Regions from separate parts of the Rattus norvegicus genome. Here region 1 is linked to region 2. Evidence: chromatin contacts called from public Hi-C data. All regions are on one chromosome and are shown on one strand. Each heading gives the region's core, a stretch centred on a gene start, on an enhancer-like site or on the middle of the called end of the contact. The rest is flanking DNA. Distances are from core to core; before and after follow the strand shown. Region 1 holds the start of Slc9a8 (solute carrier family 9 member A8). Region 2 holds the start of Znfx1 (zinc finger, NFX1-type containing 1).

Region 1 (5,587 bases), core at 2,193-4,692, 360 kb before region 2:
TCACTGGATCCACAGGATCTTCCTGCCGCTGCCAACCCAGCAATGGGATTATGAGACAGCACACCCTCTAAAAGCTCTTTCTTAGCCAGGCGGTAGTGGTACACAGCTTTAATCCCAGGAAATGGGAGGCAGAGGCAGGTGGATCTCTGTGAGTTTAAGACCAGCCTGGTCTACAGAGTGAGTTCCATGCCTATCAGGGCTGAACTTAAGAGAAATGCTGTCTTTAAAAAAAAAAAAATTTCTTCTTTTAAAAGCTAAAAAGAAGGGGTTGGGGATTTAGCTCAGTGGTAGAGCGCTTGCCTAGGAAGCGCAAGGCCCTGGGTTTGGTCCCCAGCTCCGAAAAAAAGAACCAAAAAAAAAAAAAAAAAAAGCTAAAAAGCTAAGACATTGCTTTGTGGAACTGCTAGGCCTGACTTCAGGAAGCAAAGGAAGCTTTAATGTGTTACAGACACCTCTGGCTTATTCACCTAGGACGAGAAGGCTGAAGAAAATGGTCATGCCACTTGACTGCTCCTCCTGCTGGGCCTGCTCTCCTGTCTGCACCGGAAGAATAGGCTTGGCTGGTGTTGGCAGCACCAGCTTCGTGGTGACACCCAAAGTGGTGTGAAGGGTGAAGTTGAAGCTCTCATGGGTCGTGTTGGAGAACCTGTTGGAGATATACAAGTAGCATTCAGATAAAGAGGGTCAAGGAATCAAACACTTGACTGAAAGACAATTCTGCAAAGCTCTCATGGTGTAAACAGCAGACAGGCCTTGAAGAGGTATTCCTCCCTACACAATACACCAGTGACTTCTATCATCTGTGACTGTGGCCATCCATCCAGAGGTCAGGAAGAAAGGGGTCAGGACTATGGAGAAAGAGTTATAAAGGGTAGAGGGATGCAACTCAGCTGGTAGTACCTGTAAGAAGCCCTGGGTTTGATCTTCTATATTGTATAAACCAGTTGTGTGGCTCAGGCCTAGAATCCCAGCACCCAGGAGGAAGAGGAGAAGGATCAAGAGTCCAAGGGCGGGGTTGGGGATTTAGCTCAGTGGTAGAGCGCTTGGCCATGGGTTCGGTCCCCAGCTCCGAAAAATAGAAAAAAAAAAAGAGTCCGAGGGCATTTTCCACTCTGACACCAGCTTGGGCTACATGTTAGCATAAGCTAACAGAACAAAAACATAAAGCCTGAGGTTATGTACAGTTGGTTAGGCAAGAGGATCACAAATTCAAAGCTTGCAGGGCCTAGTGAGTTAAATGCCAGCCTAGGTCTAACTTAGTGGCCCTGACTCAAATATAAAGTAAAAGAGGTGGGCACAGTGGCACATGCCTTAATCCCAACAAGTTTGCAGCCTATCAATGTAGAGCTCCAGAGCTGCACAGAGAAACCTTGTCTCGCATAAAAGAACGAATAGAGCACCTGCCTAGCACTCAGCAGACTCTAGAGGTAATTGCCAATAGGTCCCTTTTCCCCACCAAAAACAACAAAAAGAGAAAGGCAGGGGTAGTAGTGGTGGTGCATCTCTTTAGCCCCAGTACTCAGAAAACAAAGGCAGGCAGATCTCTTTGAGCTGGAGGCCAGCAGAGCAAGTTCCAGGACAGACAGTTCTACACAGAAAAACCTTGCCTGGGTTGAGGGGAGAAGGATGCTGTGTGTCCATACCTGTAATACCTGAATTTGGGAGACAGATGCAGGAAAGCTAAGAGTTCAAGACCAAGGCCCCCCGGGCCTACATAGTGATGCACAGTGAGTTCAAGAGCAGTTTTGTGGGCTACATGAGCCTGTCTGGAAAGAAAACAACAAGGGCTGGAGAGATGACTCAGTGGTTAAGAGCTCTGACTGCTCTTCCAGAGGTTCAATTCCCAGCAACCACATAGTGGCTCACAACCATCTGTAATGGGATCTGATGCCCTCTTCTGGTGTGTCTGAAGACAGCTACAGTGTACTCATACACATAAAATAAATAAATCTTAAAAAAAAAAAACAAAAGAAAGAAAACAAAACAAAAGCAAATTCCTAGGGTAGAACTGGAGTCTCTCCACAATTTTCTTGAATTTTGGATGTAGTGTGAGTGTGTTTGACTAAACTATGGATTGAACTCAGGACCTTAGGCATGGCGGGCAAAGGCGAGAGCAGTCAGATTCCAGCCCTACTGGGATTACGTCCATAAACTGAAGTAGTCAGCTGAATCTACCCAGTTATACCCAGAATGCCCTAACCTACCCTACCAAACCCTTCCTGAGTCTCAAAAGGCCAGGTTGCTGCTCTGGGACACACACACTTCCGTCCTTGTTGTCAAGGTGAGGTCTGTAAACTAGGATAGTAGTGACAGGGTTGTGACCATCGAGCATTGCTTCTCTCCAGACTACAGACCAGACCACCACCTTACGAGCCCATAATCTGACCAAGCTGCAAACCCACACCTCAAACCATTTGGCTCTATATTAACCTTTGTCTTGTACTGCTGAGGCCTACCTTAGTGTCTGTGACAGCACGGGTACATAACAAAGGAGTTAATACTTGGTACCTGAGTGGCCAAGTGCTACCTGAAGTGCTCCCGGTAAAAGTTCAGCATCAGTTATGGGGTTCCTTGTTCATTTTCTGGGACTCATTTCAAAGAGAGAATTTGTATAACAGTAGCACATCTCCAAAAAGACCTGGAGTGAACCTCATTTTGTCAGTTGCTCTGGACACTGTACACCACTTGCCACTCTGAAGTACTCACTCTTTCCCTTCTCTTTCCTGGCAGTACTAGGGACTGAACTGGGGACCCTGCGCTACAGCCCAGCATCAGCCCCTTCTTGGTTCGGATCTTTTTTAACAGGTCACCTTCCCCATCTCTCCTATAAGGTTTCAAGTTTCCGACCAGAAGACGTCTTTTTACCCCCTAGGGTGGACTTCTTGTCCCTCATGCTATTCCATTTCCTTCCAAACATTTGGCAGGGTCTGAAAACGCCCTGTCTACACAGTCTCCTACTAGAGCATCATGGCGGCTCCCTGTGGGCGGCTCCTGATTCCCAAGGCCGAGAGAAACGGTCTACCAGTAGTTAATGAATGAAAGAAACCTGCTAGGGACAGACAAAAACAATTGGAGGTTGCTGATGGTTACGGGGGATGCCAGTGGCTGATTGTGGCAATGGGAGAACTTCCGTGAGAAAGAGCAGGAGGCTGGAAATCCTCAGATAACCGGAAACTGAAAGAGGGAATGACGTTCGTGGCTTCCAGGCTACGTATACTACAGGCCTGTGCGTGGTGATCGATATCAGACCTCCGGGAGGCCGCAGGACCCGAGACCTCATCCCGCCCCGCCCTGCCAACCCCAGCTCCGTGGGCCCGCGCCACTCCACCCGGGCGTCCAAGGCCCGCTGTCGCCCGCCGGCCCGGCCCTGCCGCCTCCGCTACCCGAAGCAGCGAACTCACTCCTCCGCCATCTTCACCCCAGTCCTGCGAGCTTCGGAGACTATAGAGTTCGGCGCCGCAGGGCTAGCTGGGCCTGCGGCTGCTTCCGGTTTCCGCTGCGGGCAGGGGCGGGGCTTGGCCTCCCGGGGTGGCCCTCTGCCCCGTCCTTTTGGTGGCTGGAGAATTGGATGACTTCGGGGACTTTCTGTAGGCTTTTTCCGGCCAGGCCAGGCGACGATCTGCCCTCAGGACAGTACGACTTTTTCCGGTCCCTGGCAAGGATTTGGGGGAAACTTTTGAGATCCTGGTGACTCAGCTGTGATTGGAAAGCGGTCCTTACCGCGTGGAAATCACGGGGGTAAAAATGGGGGGAAGAGGTGTCTGGGCGTCCAGGGAGGCTGTGCGGAGGGAGTCTGGAGGCATTCGAGTCAGCTTCAGTTTTCCCAGCTTTGGGAAGAGTAGGCAGAGGGCAAACGCTAGACAGTGTACTCCTAGTATAAACGTTGAGAACTAGGAATACAGAGGTTTACCAGTTGGTGTGTTATATGTGAAAATGAGATCCAGGACAACTTGAGTTCATTCTCGCCTTACACTGTGTGGATCCTTGGCATTGAACTCTGGTAGTAAAGATTGGCGGCACCGCCTTTAATCATTGAGCTATCTTGGCACCCCAACAGATTCTTTTTAACCTGTATGTGGCGATTACACTAGGAAGTCCGAGGTTATCAGATGTCTTCCTTATTCATGCTCCACTTTAATTTATGAGACACAGAACCTGAAACTGGGGACATGCCATAGTGGCTAGCCAACAACTTCCAGGGATACTCCCTTCTCAGTCTCCCTATCCCTACGGTTACAGATGCCAGCAGCCATCCCTGGCTTTTATGTGGATAATGGGAATACTAACTGAGGTCCTGGGCTTTCAACACTTGAACAGTCTTTACTATTACTTAAAACTGGCCTGAAACTGCTGAGGTCTTCATGGAACTTTCTGGGTGTGCTCCGGGGCCCCTCAACCCTAGGTAGTTCTTTCCCCCTTTAATAAAGCTTAAAAGATAGTAATAAATGATTGCTCTGTCACTTTCCCAGAAAATGATCCTTCTCTCTCAGCATCTTGAGTAGTTGGGACTAGAGGGTGAGAGATACCCCGCTCCATCCCCATTCAGGTATCTGTCTACTTCTGTTCAGGGATGGAACTAAGAGCAACACATGGAAGGCAGGTATCCTTCTGCTGAGCTAACATGCCCAAATTCTCTATAGAGACCTATTGTATGCTGAGATGTACTTTGTGGGGTTGAGGCTATACAAAGGAACAAGGAAAGCCTGCTATTAAGGCAAGATAAAATTAAATGAACCAGGGTTGGGGATTTAGCTCAGTGATAGAGCGCTTGCCTAGCGAGCGCAAGTGTCGCGCCCACCTCGTCCGGCAAGGAAGACGCAACACGGTTGGATTCTTCTCAACAGCCTTTACTGCAGGACACCTTCTTTGTTGATACAGGGAGGCGGCGGCAGCCAGCCCTAAGTGTTACAGCTCCAAGTGTTACAGCTCCAAGTGTTACAGCTTTAAGTGTTACCGCGCCGTGCTAATCTTCTTTCAGGGATTGGTGGGGCACGAGTCACCCCACTGCATCCCAGCTACTTGTCCTCCAGAGATTGGCGAGGCATGAACTCCCATTTAGCATAGTACCGCCCCAGCCAGACTGACGTCAGGTGCAAAACTCCACGCATGCTCAGTACTGTTGTTAGGAGGGCGCCAGATTCACCTCATTATCATACAGCTGTCGCACCGCTCCCTACATCTCCCCCTTTTTTGTTTAATAAAATGACTGGTCTAGATCTGGGTGTCACGTCAATCTTGTCATTGCTCCTGTCTTAGGTCGTTCCTGACGATGACTTGGCCTTACCCATCGTTGGGTCACCCTATCGCCACCGGGCCCCGTGTCTTAGGTTGGTCCGAGCTCGAGGAAAGTTGCCCGTCCCTGGATACAATGACCCCACATGACTGTGACAAAAATGATCTAGGGCGAACTCTTAATCTTTCAAAGAGGCCAGCCATACATTGGGAGAAGCACCATTGTCAATGGCAGTCATAGCCTGGTAAACAACCGCTTTGTGTCTGGCATGTTCTCTTTTTAAACGGCCAATAAGCCAGAGACATACTCCGCATCCCAGGAGGACAATAGCTCCCCAGGCAAACATGCCCGCCC
Region 2 (5,000 bases), core at 208-2,707:
GCAGTTCTACCAACCAGGGCAGGTTGAGTAAGGACAGAGCATTGCATCTTGTGGATCTGTATGTACAGATGTGAAATGAGAATTTAAAATGTGCCAAGTAATGGTAGAGCGCTTGCCTAGCATGCTCAAGGCCCTGGGTTCGGTCCCCAGCTCCGAACAAAAAAAAAGTTACAAGTAGCAATCAGGATATTTAGGGAAGAAAAAAAAGACGTATACTTAGGATTGTGTGCTTAGGGTTAACGGAGGTTCAATCCTCAACACTTAAACAATATCAGCACTAACTCGCATTTAATTTCCTATCACAGCGCACTTAAATGTCTTTTGACTTCAATTTCCCGTTCATAAACCACCCTATGCCATCCCCCTTCTATGAGGGTGTTCCCCCCACACACACCGTCCCGCCTTTAAAGGCTTTTCAAAGCACGTGTTTCCCACATTAGGCCACAAGACAAATGAGTACCTTGAGACTTAAGGTGCTCGGCGATTTCTCATCTCCCTGGAGGACCTTCTCTCCCTCCGACCTCCATTCTGTACTGCTTGATCAGTCCAGCCTACAAAACAAAGTATCAATCACCACCTACCCTCGACCGGAACAAAGCAGACCAGGGTTCCTGGAGGCCGGTGTTATCAGAACTAACTGGCAAATGTTTTAAGACATCAGCACTGTCGATATGACGGGGAAAAAAGTGAGGTCATCATTTACACCAGCAAAAACTTTCCAGGCTGAACAAGAAGGCGTCTTTTCCACCCGAATCACCTCCTCCAAGGTCAACCTGAGGATGGCATTCCATAAGCCACACCCGGAGAACTAGGAGCGGCTCCAGCAATTAAACTTGGTAAGAAGTTACCAAAAAAGAAAAAGGAAAATTGTGCTGTGGGAACTCAACTCACCATCTGCAAATGAATATCACAGGGAAGAGACCTATCGTAACCACGAGAACACCTCACGGAGACTCAGGAATCAAAGGACGAAAAAGGGAGCGAACCTTCTTTATATAGACCACGGCGGCGCGTGCGCCTGCGCACTTAGCCCAAAGTCCGTCGTTTCCGGACCCGACCGCTTGGCGTCCTGGGAAATGTAGTCCCCTAGCCTCCCGGCCCCAGCTCTCTAATGGTTGTCCAGCCAGTCTCTAGCCCCTCCCCGTGCTCACTGGGCCTCCAGGGCTTCTCGGCTTCCGCGCCATGTCGCGCTTGGCACTCACGAGCCGCCCGCCGCGTCTCCCCGGCTCCGGGGCCGGCCGAGACCTGCGGCCACCGGGGGCGCAGTCAGCCCGCCCCCCGCCGCGTCCTCCCCTCAGCCGCGCCCTCGGGAGCCGCCAGTCCAGCCGCCGCCTCGGGGGCTGAGGCGACACCGCCCTTCCGCCCGCCCCGAGGGCGGGGGCGCAGGCGAGCCCAGCCTCTCGCTGGCGCCCGCGGCACCGCCTCCTCGTCCTGCGCGGCCTCCTCTTCCTCCGGGCCGCCCACCCGGCTACTCGCCCCGCCCAGGGGCTGCGGGGACTGGAAACCGAAAGTTCGCGGTGCCGGGCGGGGCCGCGACCTGCCAGGGCCAGAGCTGAGCTCTAGCCCTGCCGAGGACGCACCCGAGCCGGTGAGTGGCCTCCGCCCTATCTCGCACCTGCTTCTGCGGCGCTGCGACCGCCGGCGCCCCGCTCTGTCTCGGGCCGGGTGTCAGGTTAGCCTTGGAGTCCCTGTCTGTTCCACTCAGCGCCCCCACCACCCCTGGAGTCCCTGTCCCCTTCCCTCAGTTCTCCTGTAGTCTCCAGAGTCCCTGTCCCCTTCCCTTAGTTCTCCTATAGCCCCGGAGTCCCTGTCCCCTTCCCTCAATTCTATAGCCCCCGGAGCCCCTGTTCCCTTTCCTCAGTTCCCCTATAGCCCCGGAGTATCTGGAGATCTCCCGTCACCCCAGGATCTTTTTCTTACCACCCCCAGAGTCCTGTCCTCCCACCTCTACCCTCAGCCCCCAATCGTTCCCTGAGTAAAGTCTACGTGGTTAGCAGCCCCATTCCCCAGTCCCTGTTTACTCTCCTCAGCATCCCCTTCACCCCTAAATCCCTGTTCCTTCCCATCATCCTCACCATCACTCCCCAGAGTTCCTGTCTCTTCTCCTTAGCATCCCCCATCACCTCCAGAGTCGGTGTCTCCTCCCCCAGCACCCAGCACCTCCTGAGCCTCTAGTACTGCCATTACCCTGCTTTGCCTCTCTTCAGTTCACCTGTCACCACCCTGATCACCTCCCTCCCCCAGGAGCCCTTCATCTCAGCACCCAGTCACTCCTGGGAGCGCCTCTAGCATCCCCTGGGCTCATCATAGATGATAGTTCTCCACGTGTACCCACAACACCTGTCCTGCCTCTGATCCCAGCCGCCGGAGCCCCACTCTCTTCATTTCTCAACCCTATCTCTATCCCCACTTCTCCCACAGCCACCCTGGGCTCCTATCCCTAAGCTCTGCCGACCTCTAAGTTCCCCCCAGATCTTTCCAGCTTTCTGTTAACCTTACAGTGTTTCTCTGAGGGATGCGAGGTGTGGAGACTTCTTTCAGAACTTGAAACTTACTCTGCAACCCAGCTGCCACCTCTTGCTCCATCCTCTTTCTTCTTACCCTGTAATTAGAGTTCTTTACTTGTTATCCATGCAACAGCTTAACCCTTGCTAATCTGCTGCTCTCTTGCCTTGGTTCCCTCAAAACCCTAAGCAAAAAGCTCCCACTCCCCTGCCTGCTCCCCCCTCTTTCCTTGTCTTTTCTAGCACTATTTTCTTCCATTTCCTTTTACACTTTTCACTGCTGGCATTCTATTTTAGTATTTTCCAAAATGAGGGAGAAGGGATTTTCTCAGGGGGAAAAAAAAAATTAAAACAAACACTAGCCATTGAGCCTGCATCATGAGAACAGGGTTTGGTAAGATGAGGAGAAAAGACACCACAAAAATATTCCCAGTGGGAAGAGAAGGGACTCTTTTTTTTTTTTTTCTGATAAGAATAAAAGCCACCTCTCATACAATGCCAAATCTATTCACGGTTTCCAACTATGAATATTTTAAAACTGTGAGGACAGTCAATCCTATTGCTGAGAACTGAGTCACCACCACCCCACCCCCCTGCATCCACAGGATGAGTTCTATTGAGAAGTTCCCTGAAGGGGCTTCCTCTTCACCCAGCATCAGAAATCGTCAAGACAGAAGAAAGGCAACAAGAATGCTAAGAGCTCACTTATTCTCTAGTGGGAGGGAGCAGGAACCTGTCAACTGCCATGTCATGAAAATGCCCAGTAAGGCCCTGAGCCCTTGTGTGTGTGCTTATTGAAGCGGGGTCTCATAGAGTCCATGTTGGCCTCAGGCTCAGTGGAGGCTGTCTTCGAGTTTCTGATCTTCCTGCTTCTACTTTCCCAAGTGCTTTTTTTTTTTTTTAAAGATTTATTTATTTATTATATGTAAGTACACTGTAGCTGTCTTCGGATACACCAGAAGAGGGCATCGGATCTCTTTACAGATGGTTGTGAGCCACCATGTGGTTGGTGGGAATTGAACTCAGGACCTCTGGAAGAGTAGTCGGGTGTTCTTAACTGCTGAGCCATCTCTCCAGCCCCAGTGCTCTTTTTTTAAAAGAATATTTATTTACTTTATGTATATGAGTACACTGTAGCTGTCTTCACACACACCAGAAGAGGGCATCAGATCCCATTACAGATGGTTGTGAGTCACCATGTGGTTGGTGGGAATTGAACTCAGGACCTCTGGAAGAGCAGCCAGTGCTCTTAACCACTGAGCCATCTCTCCAGCCCCCTCCCCCCCCCCAAGTACTCTTTACTACCCGATCCATCTGCCTCCACCTCCCAGTTGCTGAGTGAGATTCGGGGCATGCACCCTGCAGCTGGCTGGTGTGGTTTTGGATTGGCACACTTGTATTCCTTTTTTTTTTTTTTTTGGAGCTGGGGACCGAACCCACAGCCTTGCGCTTGCTAGGCAAGCGCTCTACCACTGAGCCAAATCCCCAACCCCCACACTTGTATTCCTTTTGCCCCAGCAATCATTTTGTAAGAAAGGAAACGAAACCTACGCAGAGGATTAAATATCCTGGCTGAAGGCAAACCAAACAGTATTTTGGGAGTTGATGACACACTCGTCTGCCCCCAAGCAAGTGAAGGAGGCCAGGATTGGGTCCCTTGGAATCGCCTAAATTGTGAGCTCAAGTTTAGAGTTTTCGTCATGACTGGGAATCTGCAAGGTTGAGTGCTTGTGCCCCGTGATTAGAATCTGCATGTTACCCTTTGTTAATAAATCATTAACATAAAGGCAGAAGGGCTGGCTTCATGGTGTTTGGGTATTAGCTGTACTTGACTCTCAGACTGTGCGGTTACAGGTAACGAATGCGGCAGAACTCCTGAGACTCAGACATGGAAGACAGAAGACCTCATCTGGAGGCCACACCCAGGAATCCCCCTACCAACCACAGAGGTAAGCAGGGTTTCTACCCAGTGAGGAGAGGCCCACCTGAGATGACCTGTGTCTCAATTAATAAGGAATTCTTTTCATGGTGGTGGTGGTGGTGGTGGTGGTGGCGGCGGTGGCGGCGGCGGCTGTAGCACACACCTCTAATCCCAGCACTTGGGAGGCAGAGGCAGGCAGACCTAAGTTTGAGGCTAGCCTGGTCTCCCTAGGAGAGCTGCAAATGGTACTGTGGTGGAATAATAGGCCTGTCACTCCAGCAGAGAGAAGAGAGTTGAGAAATTGAGGCCAGCTGAACAGTGAGATTAAGGTCCCATAGCAAAACCGCGTCTTAGAAACCAGGGCTTAGAAACCGTGTGGCTCAGCGGCAGGGCACTAGCCTTGTGCAAGGCTCTTGTTTGGTTCCTGCCACAAGTGGTGGGGTAGGAGAAACAAACTGACTGGTGGTTTGCAGCAGGGCTGTCCAATACAAGCTGCTTCTAATCTCCAGTAGCATCATTAGGAAATTCAAAAGACATCCAGTAACATTAGTGTTTAATGGTGTGTGTGTGTGTGT

What was found. Hi-C and Micro-C count contacts between places; a contact is called where the count stands out from the background.
Region 1: a contact with region 2 is called in a Hi-C map of psoas muscle, with 2.2 times the contacts expected there. The contact joins the promoter of Slc9a8 here to the promoter of Znfx1 in region 2. A contact is called at or near these places in 3 of 12 Hi-C or Micro-C datasets (the A7r5 cell line, frontal cortex and psoas muscle) and 1 of 1 datasets of contacts at active chromatin or transcription factors (oligodendrocytes).

The regions. Positions count from the first base shown.
Region 1 is chr3:176,564,980-176,570,566 of GRCr8, reverse strand. Slc9a8 (solute carrier family 9 member A8) reads right to left here and starts at 3,442. Exons shown (of 16, transcript NM_001025281.2): 1 at 3,402-3,442; 2 at 468-646. The coding sequence starts at 3,412.
Region 2 is chr3:176,207,269-176,212,268 of GRCr8, reverse strand. It overlaps Znfx1 (zinc finger, NFX1-type containing 1), which reads left to right and starts at 1,457. Exons shown (of 14, transcript NM_001389271.1): 1 at 1,457-1,588; 2 at 4,359-4,453. The coding sequence starts at 4,393. Snord12c (small nucleolar RNA, C/D box 12C) reads right to left here and starts at 709; the gene lies at 618-709. It overlaps LOC100911177 (a long non-coding RNA gene), which reads right to left and starts at 939. Exons shown (of 5, transcript NR_110672.1): 1 at 892-939; 2 at 461-551.